3 separate regions of the Mus musculus genome follow, and regions 1 and 2 are each linked to region 3. A link is a contact called in public HiChIP or PLAC-seq and promoter capture Hi-C data. All regions are on one chromosome and are shown on one strand. The core of a region is the stretch at or near the end of the contact, and the rest is flanking DNA. Distances in the headings are between cores, read along the strand shown. Region 1 overlaps Gm33103 (a long non-coding RNA gene). Region 2 overlaps Gm33103 (a long non-coding RNA gene). Region 3 overlaps Ints10 (integrator complex subunit 10).

What was found. HiChIP or PLAC-seq counts read pairs in DNA pulled down with a chosen protein or histone mark. Capture Hi-C pulls out chosen DNA fragments and counts their contacts.
Region 1: an H3K4me3 HiChIP or PLAC-seq map of bone marrow-derived macrophages shows a contact between it and region 3, with 2.8 times the contacts expected there. The contact joins two enhancer-like sites. A contact is called at or near these places in 1 of 15 datasets of contacts at CTCF or cohesin (the NIH/3T3 cell line), 1 of 484 Hi-C or Micro-C datasets (cortical neurons), 5 of 115 datasets of contacts at active chromatin or transcription factors (bone marrow-derived macrophages, cardiomyocytes, embryonic stem cells and 1 more) and 3 of 9 other capture datasets (adipose tissue, liver and pancreatic islet).
Region 2: a promoter capture Hi-C map of adipose tissue shows a contact between it and region 3. The contact joins two enhancer-like sites. A contact is called at or near these places in 1 of 484 Hi-C or Micro-C datasets (nephron progenitors), 4 of 115 datasets of contacts at active chromatin or transcription factors (cardiomyocytes, embryonic stem cells and kidney) and 2 of 9 other capture datasets (adipose tissue and pancreatic islet).

Annotation. Positions count from the first base shown.
Region 1 is chr8:68,994,196-68,997,787 of GRCm38.p6, reverse strand. All of the region lies in intron 2 of Gm33103 (a long non-coding RNA gene), which reads left to right. It overlaps Gm33052 (a long non-coding RNA gene), which reads right to left. Exons shown (of 4, transcript XR_001778572.1): 2 at 3,446-3,566; 3 at 914-1,586. Among named protein-coding and RNA genes, the nearest start is that of Gm33052, 2.6 kb to the right of the region's middle. Within about 2 kb of position 1,382, at least 12 of the 459 cell types and tissues checked have an H3K27ac peak or open chromatin away from gene starts, as enhancers often do. A contact at or near this core is called in bone marrow-derived macrophages, where this site is marked.
Region 2 is chr8:68,974,342-68,977,947 of GRCm38.p6, reverse strand. All of the region lies in intron 2 of Gm33103 (a long non-coding RNA gene), which reads left to right. Among named protein-coding and RNA genes, the nearest start is that of Gm33052, 17 kb to the left of the region's middle. Within about 2 kb of position 2,012, at least 15 of the 459 cell types and tissues checked have an H3K27ac peak or open chromatin away from gene starts, as enhancers often do. A contact at or near this core is called in adipose tissue, where this site is marked.
Region 3 is chr8:68,821,368-68,824,934 of GRCm38.p6, reverse strand. It overlaps Ints10 (integrator complex subunit 10), which reads right to left. Exons shown (of 17, transcript NM_027590.4): 16 at 2,685-2,778. Among named protein-coding and RNA genes, the nearest start is that of Ints10, 29 kb to the right of the region's middle. Within about 2 kb of position 2,029, at least 64 of the 459 cell types and tissues checked have an H3K27ac peak or open chromatin away from gene starts, as enhancers often do. A contact at or near this core is called in adipose tissue and bone marrow-derived macrophages, where this site is marked.

The DNA.
Region 1 (3,592 bases), core at 133-2,632, 170 kb before region 3:
AGAGGGGAGAAATTAAAAATTCAGCATGTAGGTAGAGTGTTGATGGACAGTTGGTAGGAATGTAGACAGGACACCCAAAGTAACAGGCAAAAACAGCACACATATGCCAGGAGTATTAGTAAATTTGATAGGGACAGCTGAGTTACAGTTTTTTTGTCATTGTTTTGCAACACTATTTATGTCATAAAGTCCCAAGAGAATGTTAAGTAGTGGCAAAGAGAAGTCAAATGAAAACCATGCTTTTATGAGCATGGCCAAACTGAAAAACATTGATGACAGCAAGCTTTGGCAAAGTGTGAGCATTGGCCATCACACACAGCAGCTAGGAAATGGTATAGCCACTTTTGGAAATAGCTTGGTCATTTCTTACCTTATGAACAAGGACTCTTACTCTAAAGTTTTAAACAAAGAGAATGGAAAATTTAGATTCACCTAGACATGAATGTCTACAGTACTGTTACTACTGAGCAGGTCAGAAGCAAGACAAACATCTGTCAACAGAAGAGCTGCTGAGTAAACATACACAAAAGGGCGCACTGCTTCATCTTAGCATAAAGGAGAGGACCTTGATACATGCCTCAGCAAGGATTGATCTCAAAGACATGATCCCGGGGGTTAGTGCACATGGGGAGAGGCAAAATCTAGTCTTAAATGGTATGTCCTGTGCCATTCCATTTATATCCTGCCCAGAAGAGAAGGTCACAGTGATGGAGAACAGACTAATTGTTGCTAGAGAAACAGTGGATGGGGTATGTTATGAGGAAGTAGAACTCAGGAGAATTATTGGAATGGTCCATGTCCAGTGTTTAAATTCATAAAATTGACATCAACGAAGCAGTCAGTGTTACTGTATGCTAAGTTTTACATTCTTTCACCAGAACCATGGGGAGGACATGAGGGGCATGTTCCTTACCTTTATTTCCAAGGTGGAGTTGAGAGTGGAGACACCTTCTTTGTAGGGCAGCATACTAGAAGGAGGGTTGAATTTTCTCCTGGCTCCAGCACTTGCAGTCAGTCTCCCAGCTCTCCTTATGATGCACATGAATCGATATCTTTAACAACTCCCCTTCTTGTTTGAAATTCTTAAAAACACCAATGTATAAATTCCATACTCCCTCACCTAATTCTTAGTTATTAGTTGGGGACTGATTATATTTTACCAAATACATTTTTAGTTTATAGGTGATTCTAATAGGCAGTATGTAGTTAGGGTTGAAAACCATTGAGTTAGACGAAGAAAGTGGAGGTCAAATTCAGAAGACTAAGTGGAATTGTCTTAAAGGGTAACAATAGGCCATGGAGGGAACTGGATGAGATAGGGCTGTGCAGGCCAGCTGAGCAGGGGAGGGAAGGGCTAAATCATGCAGAGTTCCTTTTACTTCCCATGAGATCACCCTTGGTGTTATTCAGGCAGACTGTAGTGGTAAAACTGCATGTGGAGAGGGCTGTGCTCTTCACAGGACTCAGCTCTTGGATCTTTCCATGGGTGCCTCTGACAGCTGTGTGACTAGCAAGGCATATGCTGGGAATGCTGTGAGATGCATCTGCACGGGAAACAAGCAAGGAGGGAATACCCCACCATAATCCTGTAAGGAGAGTACAAGTGTGGTTATGAAAAGATCGTATATGTATGGCCACACATGATGGCCTAGGTTTAGATGATAAATATACTCAGAGGTTTAAAGTGCTTACCAGCTGCCTGGTGCATAATAAAAACACAGTAAATATTATGGGAGAAATTTAAAAAGCGTCTGGAAAACGTTTCAACATTTTTTCCTTTCTGTGAGTAATAGTCACTCACGTCTCCAAAGGGTTGTGATAGTTGAGAAAACTGCTTGACTCTCATCAGATCTATTTCCTAGAACTACTGGACCTTGGGGGACATTTATGACTTGGCACATGCTCAAGTAGTTGTTTGTAGCAAAAATATTTCTACCATTGATGGGTCCTGAAGACTAGTGATTCAAAACACATTTCTGGGGCCATGGGTGGCTTAAAACATGTAAAGAAACATTGCACAGTAATCTGACCAGAGTTCCCTATGGAGATAAGAACAAGGGTTCATAAGAGATCATAACCCTCCTTTGTCCTAGCTGGCACCTCACATTGAGGGTTCTTGTTGAGGCCCACAAGACAAGGTCAAGTTCATGTCTCTGTGTTGATTACTTTTTTGTTGCTAAGTCTAGCTACCTGACAGGAAGAACTTAAACAAGGAAAGTTGTGTTTTAGCTCGTGGTTTCAGAGGGATGTGAGTTCTTTATAATGTGAAGCAGGGGGGCGGGGGGAGGAGCTTGTGCCAGTGGCTCATCACACAATTACTGAATAGAAAGATCCTGGGTTGAGTACAACTTTTAAAGACCAATCTTTAGTTACGTTCTTGTTTTTGTTTGTTGAGACATGGTCTTATACTGTCCAGGCTGGTAAACTTCTTATATAGCTGAGCCTTGAACTTCTGATCCTCCTGACTCTTCTCCCTAATGCTGAGATTGCCAGTATATGACACTGGGCTAGGGTTACCAGTGACCTATTTTTGCTGCCAGGATTTACTTTCTAAGTGCTCCATAGCCTTTAAAATAACACCACAAGTTGGGAGCTAAGTACTCAAAAAACATGAGCCCCTTGGAAATACTCCAGATTCAAATCATTAGTTTGTTTTGGAGATAGTCTCACATACATGTTGGGAAATAGTCCTTGCTGTATGTTGGGCTCTGTGCTTTGCTTTCATATCTGTGATCTTACTACCTATGTGGCAGTCTGTAAGGAGAGTCGTGTGAATAATAAAAATCACACAAATAAGAAAATTTAGGCCCTTCCTCCTATTCTTTCATAAGAGTCCCCACATTTCATCTATTGTTTGGTTGTGTGCGTCTGCATCTGTCTGGTGAGCTGGTGGGTGGAGCCTCTTAGAAGACAGCCATGCTAGATTCTTGTCTGCAAGCCTAACAGAGTATATATCATTATTAGTGTCATTAATTAGCCAGGCATGGTGGCGCATGCCTTTAATCCCAGCACTTGGGAGGCAGAGGCAGGCGAATTTCTGAGTTTGAGGCCAGCCTGATCTACAGAATGAGTTCCAGGACAGCCAGGGCTACACAGAGAAACCCTGTCTCGAAAAACCAAAACCAAAACCAAAACCAAAACCAAAACCAAAACCAAAACCAAAACAAACCAACCAACCAACCAAACAAAAATATCGTCAGGAATTGGTTGGTGCTTGTCCATGGGATGTGTCTCAACTTGGGCTGGTGGTTATTGGTTGGCCACTCTGCTAGACTCTGCTCCATCCTCATCCCCACAGTTTTTGTAGGCAGGATAAGTTTTGGATTGAAAGTTTTGTGGGTGAGTTGGTGTCCCTCTCACTCCACTGGGGTTCCTGCCTGGCCACTGGAGGCAGCTTCCCCAGGCTCCATATCCCCAGGGTTCAGTCACAGCTAAGGACACTCACATTGATTCTTGGGCGTCTTCCCTCTCCCAGGTCTTCATTTCGTCCTGGAGATGCCCCCATCTGCCTCCTTTCAGATAGATGCAGAAACCCACAGCCAAAGAGTGGATGGCGCTTGGGGACCCTTATGGAAGAATAGGAGGGAGGAGT
Region 2 (3,606 bases), core at 763-3,262, 150 kb before region 3:
TATACACATCTCAGCTCAACTGGGCATCATTTATACAGTGTGTTGTGTGAATAGTTCCTCCTGGCATTCAGCAAGGTCAAGGTACTTTCATTATTACCATTTTCCTTATTTGTTTCTAGCTCCTCTTTTGACCTGTGACCTCAATGGCAAAATTCCATCTTCCAGTTTTGACTTTTGGCATCCCCTACATAAAATATAACTTGCCTGGGAGTCATGTTACTGTCCATGATGCCTCCAGGGTCACACTCTGTGTAGCTTCAAGGAAGTCGGTTCATAGACTCAGGCAGTGAACACTGGTCTTTGATTCTTATGCTTATACCAAATCCTCCAAAACTGTGGGCTGCAAAGTATTTCTGTATGATGTCTTTTAGGGTCTTCAGTAGTGTTTCAACAGATCACTGATCGTGGGGCAGTATGATAAATAGAGTCTTCGGGATGGTTGTCTATTAAACAACAGATCTGCTAAACTAATAAACTCAGTTATAGATAAAGCACATTTCCTCTTACATAATCTTTCCTTGTGCTAGTCAGACTATAGTAGGGAGGAAAACAGCTGCTTTCTCAGGGAGCATTGTGTCCCCTGTACTTACTGCAAATTACGGAAGGGTGACCACAATCATGGGCTTTCCCAGGCACTACCTCCCAGCTCCTGAGTTTTCTAACGCTAGTGAAGAAATTGACTTGCTAGCAAGGTGAGAGCAAGCAGGCAAAGAGCAGAAAGCTTACTCCTTCTATGTCCTTAGACATAGGCTTTCATGTCCTTATGTAGGCTTTCAGTAGAATGTGTTGCACAGATTAAAGGTGTGTCCTCCTTCCTCAAGATCCAGATTAAAGGCAGGTATCTTCCTGCCTCCTAAGTCCAGACTAGAAATGGATCTACCCACTTCAAACCAAGGAAAAAAATCTCTCACTGGTGTGCTCTTCATTTCTAGATTGTAGTGAGGTTGACAATCAAGAATAGCTATAACAGTCACCAACAATTTTGCTGGTCTCAGCAACTGCTAACAGATTTGTTCATTTTATTTCATTTGTAACTTACTTATTTTTTATTTTGTATGTAGTTCTACCAGCTCTCAAGAGTGTATTGACTACTTGAATCCATTATTATGTATTGTTCATTATGTTAGATCTCTAATTATCTAATTATCAGTGGAAACTCTGGAAGGCACCCAGAAATGTGCTTTGCTAATCACTGAGGCATTTATCAACCCAATCAAACAGATGATCTTCCTTTTGAGTTATGGGGCCACTGAAAAACCATGGACCAAATAAAGAACTTCTTCATAAATAGAGGTTTGTCACCAATAGAATACCACAGACCAGACAAATGTTTAATATATACTGTTAATGTATACATTAAATTATACATTAATGTATAATGTTAATGTAATGAAGAACACTTGAATGGGAACCAGAGGGTAAAAGTTCTAAACTCTGACAAGACAGAAAAAAAATCACTTTAGTAGGTTTGCATTGTCTCAATATAATGTACAGACATTTTAGCTTATTCCTAAGATCCTGGCAACATGATAGCCTAACGCTGGCAATTTCATCGGAGTCTTAGGACTACTCAGTATCAATTTTAGACAACGACTCAGCACAGCATATTGCTTGTACTTCCATACTTGCTCAAGGTGCTGGTTAATTTCCCATTGTTTTTTGCAACCATTTGGGATTGTTGGAAATTTCTAATTCATCACATCTTGATTATGAAGTATACTAATCTCTAGTTTACTATTTTAATCACATTTTGAAACTAACCCTAATTATTCAGGTTCATCAAGTCTTCAAACTGTAAACAAATGAATGTTCATGATTAAAACCATCCCTTCGTAGCTGGACAGTTTCAGGAGTTCAGAGGGATTAGAGCTATTGAAGTCTAAGTTTCTCAGACTATGAGGTCTCCAAGGTTACTTGGCCTAAAATGGTTTGTATTTTTAGAAACTGGCATGGAATCCTTGTTGGGAAACATGTGAGAAGCTTCCTGCCGCAGTATTTGGCTGGACTCAAGAGTCTGGTGTCTGTTTTGTGTTTGGTGACAAGGTGAACAAGTGTGTGGGAATATAGGGTCTGACTCACTCTTGCTCATTTTGGATTCAGAACCAAAACAATACTCTCTTAAGGGCTTTCTTTTTTGGGGGGAGGGGGATGAACTTTTTTTTTTATTAATTAGGTATTTTCTTCATTTAGATTTCCAATGCTACCCCATAAGTCCCCCAAACCCTCTTCCCCCCCTCCCCCCTCCCACTCCCACTTCTTGGCCCTGGCATTCCCCTGTACTGAGGCATATAAAGTTTGCAAGACCAATGGGCCTCTCTTTCCACTGATGGCCGACTAGGCCATTTTCTGCTACATATGCAGCTAGAGACACGAGCTCCAGGGGGTACTGGTTAGTTCATATTGTTGTTCCACCTATAGGGTTGCAGACCCCTTTAGCTCCTTGGGTACTTTCTCTAGCTCCTCCATTGGGGACCCTGTGATCCATCCAATAGCTGACTGTGAGCCTTCACTTATGTTGTTTGCTAGGCCCCGGCATAACCTCGCAAGAGACAGCTATATCAGGGTCCTTTCAGCAACATCTTGCTAGTGTGTGCAATGGTGTCAGCGTTTGGGGGCTGATTATGGGATGGATCCCCGGGATGGCAGTCTTTAGATGGTCCATCCTTTCGTCTCAGCTCCAATCTTTGTCTCTGTAACTCCTTCCATGGGTGTTTTGTTCCCAATTCTAAGAAGGAGCAAAGTGTCCACATCTTAAGAGCTTTCTAAAACAGGTTTGGGAACTTGAGGGTTTCAGTATTAGAAGATATATGATTCTTGGACTAATTCTGAAAGACCCTTTCTTTTTTTCTTTTTTTTCTTTTCTTTTTTTTCCCTTGTATTTTCTTTATTTACATTTCAAATGTTTTCCACTTTCCAAGTCTCCCCTTCGGAAACCTCCTATCCCATCCCCCTTCTCCCTGCCTCTATGAGAGTGCTCCTTTCCCTACCCACTCCTGTCTTCCCTCCCTGGCATCCCCCTACACTGACGCATTGAACACCCTCAGGCCCAAGGGCCTCTCCTCCCACTGATGTACAACAAGGCCATCCTCTACCACATATGTGGCTGGAGCCGTGGGTCCCTCCATGTGTACTCTTTGGTTGGTGGCCCAGTCCCTGGGAGCTCTGGGACTGGGTGGGTGGGGTTTGACCTGTTGATGCTGTTGATCCCTCTATGGGGCTGCAAACCCCTTCAGCTTCTTCAGTACCTTCTCCAAGTCCTCCATCGGAGACCCTGCCTCAGTCCAATGGTTGGCTGCAAGCATCTGCCTCTGTATTTGTTAGGCTTTGGCAGTGTCTCTCAGGAGACAGCTATATCAGGCTCCTGTCAGCAAACCCTTTCCAGCATCCACAATAGCTTCCAGGTTTGATGACTGTATATGGGATGGATCCCCAGGTGGGGCAGTCTCGGGATGGCCTTTTCCTTCAGTGCTCCATACTTGCTCCTGTGAGTGTTTTGTTCTCCATTCTAAGAAGCACTGAAGCATCCACACTTTGGTTTTCCTTCTTCTTGGGCTTCATATAGTGAAAGACCCTTTCTTATTTCATGTTTGGCATATGGCAGCAGTG
Region 3 (3,567 bases), core at 780-3,279:
CTCCACAAGCCCCTGGCCGTGGCATGTCTTCAAGGGACTGGGAGAAGCTGAGGGCCCCACCGCACCCACTGCTGGTGCCAGTCTAGAGGCGTCTTGGCTGCTGGTCCCAGAGCTCTGCCCACTTGTGATAAATCAGTGAGGAGGGGGGAGTGGGGGAGGGTAACTTCTGAGAAGGTCTGATTCAAAATCCAGCCTCCTTCATTCACTCTTCTCATGCCCACGCATCCCAGAATTATACCTGGAGATGCCAGCTAGCCACCTCTGGCAGGACTGAGGCCCTGAACTGAAAGGCCCTCCTAAAAAGGGCTCAGAAGGGCTGGCAATGCTTTCAGTAAAGAAAGGGTGAGCTTCAGATTTCGGGGGGGGGGGGGCAAGGCTGGGACCCATGGTTTTGCAGAATTCTGTAATAAAAATTTAGCACATTAGCTGGTAGTCACCCCAGAGAATATCTTTTTTTTTTTTCCATTTTGATCCAGTCTAATGCAACTATGGTACTGTGAATATCAGCATAGAAACATTTCTCTGATTTAACACAAATTAGAACAACATATCTATACAACAAATGAAGAACTGATGCCTCCTTGTGGCCTGGCACCAAGTGCCTGGTGTTTGTACTGTACCTGCTTGCATCCGAGATGCTACAACTAGGACGGACTCACAACCTTACCCCAAGGGGAGGAGAGGTACACTGCTCACAACATCTCTGCCACTCATCTGGAGGGACCACCCAAAAGGTCTGCAATGGCTTCAGAGAATTTGTTTGGAACCCAAAGGGAAAAGGAATATAGATAGTTTTATTCAAGAGTCTAATCACACCTCATTCAGTCAAAGCTCTGTCTTATGCAGTTTGATTCTCTTGGTGTCACTTAGGTAGAGATTATCTAAAATACAGATTTCAAATTCATATTGAGACCTCACAGAGAACATTCCTACAAGGTCAGATCGCTAGTTAATAATCCCTAGTCCTTTGTCCAAGCCAAGTCAACCATGGGTTTTTAGGAGGCTTATCTCCTATAGAAAGTTCAAGGAAATTTTGGTTGATCAAAGTGGGAGAGCCTTGGAAAGCAAGACAGAGGCCTCCTTGTACAAATAACTTTTCCAGTGACATTATCTGGGCAGTTGATATGTCCTCATTTTAAATTCCAAGTCTTAGGGACTATTTGCAGGTTGACACTGTTCAAACCAAGAGAATATGGGGACAGTGCAAAGGCCCAGTACAGTGAGGCTGGAGTTGAGGTCTGTAGAGTCATTCCCTCACTCTACCTCAGACATTCTCTTAGTCACGAGGCAATCCTCTGCAGATCGACTCGTGGTAGGGACAGTTGGGCTCTAGGACCATTCACAGTATGGCATTTTGAATCGTGGCTTATTGTTGAACTAAAAAACCTTGCTAAAGATATGCCAGCATAGTCAATTTCAGAACCTAGAAGTCCCCACAGAATAGGGGTTACCTGGGCTTCCATATATAGAAGCAACCTGTTCTTAAATGTGGTCAACAACACTTGGAACCATGCAGTTATGTCCCCCATCACTTTGGTTCATAATCAAAGTAGTAAATGGACAAGGGGAGAGGACAGTGTCTAGGACAACCTGACTACACAATCTCATCTACAAAGGTCCTCATATACTCCTAAGCATTTCCTTCGTTCCTTATAGGAACTGTTTAAGGCATGCAATATCATTTACAGGATGGGGAGGGGAGCTCCCATTCTTCTTTCTGCTCTTTAGGACAGATTCTACTGGGCCCTACTCTTGCTAAGATGCAATAAGGAAGGGATTGCTCACTATGGGACAAATTCCTTAGTTACAGAAACCCAACATAAGCATTTCTTTCTTACCTCTATCCTCCAACACCCCTAAGACTCTACAAAGACAGAGCAAAGGAAGGACTTTTGCTTTCAATAATTAAAAACTTGCTTCTGCCAAAACGGAGGGACAAAGCAGGTTTCCAGTCTCAGCAATGCACTCTTCCTGTTCTGGGCCGTCTCTTGTTGTAACTCTGACACTGACTTACAAACACAGAGTATGCAGGAAGTAAAGAAGGAAGTAAGCATGTGGCGCTTACAGTGGGGAGGATCTATTAGCCAAACTGCAGTGCGGACCGAGGAGAGAAGCAGGATTTATGAGCTAGTTAAACATCATGAGTGGTCACTAACTTGATCTTTTCATCTAAGATAACCTGGGTTTCTGTAGTAGCTTAAGGGTTCAGGGGCCACACTGGGGATGCACGTCCAGGGCCATTTTTGGGGAGCAGGTGTGTTTTAGAGGCACTAGAACCAGCTAATTTGCTTTGACTGCACAAGCAATGAGGAAGCTCAGAGAAGCTTAAGACAGTTTCTAAATAGAACCTGTAGATCCTCCCAATCCAGTACAATGTCAAGCACAGCTGCTTTCAATTAAATCAGAAATGAGTACTAAATTTTGGAAAGGAAAAGACATATAGAAATTTCTATCTAGTAAAAAATTTCCAAAGTAACAAAAATATCCCAATTTAAGCAACACTTTTCCCGCAGAAATGCACTAAGAAATGCATATCTTTAAGACACCCAGAACAAGTAGACCCTTGAAAACTGAGACCAGTTTGGAATCCTTTCCATTAAATTTCTGAAAGGTACAGAAATTTACAAATAGGTCATGCAGCACATGAAAGGCGAGCTTCGAAGAACAAAAGATCATCTGCTTACTTGATCAGCATTCCTTGATTTGGGAGTAATTCCAGATGAATCTTCCCTCCTTCTTGGGTTCTTAAATAAGCAAATTCCTCCAGCATATCAATGTCTGCAGGTCACATTCAGGTCAACCAACAGGTAACATGTTGCCCTGTTCTCCCAGGCGAAGAAACAGCTCTCAGCAGATAAAGAGCCTGCTTACCACCCTCCAACTAAGAACCACAGTCGGTTCCTGATCCAGATGCTGACTTTTACGTTAACCAAACTGCCCTATGGAAAGAAGCTCGTTGCACAAGAGGTGCCAGGCTGGGGTGGTAATGTCACTCAGCGACACGGGCGAGACTCATGCCTTGGGTGGACTGCATGAGCTCAAGCTTCAGACAAGCAAACTGGAAAGCATTAGCACATGGTCTCCCTGGAGAGACAAGCAAACGGATTCCACAGGGCCACCCGAGCCATTTCTTAGTTAAAATGACAAAAGCTAGCAGATAGGACGAATTGGGAGGATATTTGATGACAGAATGAGTTAGACAAAAAAAGATTATTTCTTCAGACCCAGCAGACAAGGTCTTCTGAGAATCCAGAGAACTCCATGCACAGTGTTAGATGGTGCATTCTTCTGGGGGAAAGTTATGTAACTTTCATTAGTCTTTAAAAAAAAAAATACTGGGGCTGGCGAGATGGCTCAGTGGTTAAGAGCGCCGACTGCTCTTCCGAAGGTCCCGAGTTCAAATCCCAGCAACCACATGGTGGCTCACAACCATCCGTAACGAAATCTGATGCCCTCTTCTGGAGTATCTGAGGATAGCTACAGTGTACTTACATATAATAAATAAATAAATCTTTAAAAAAAAAAATACTAAAAACCGCTGATCAGGCACTGGGAAATATGTAGTAC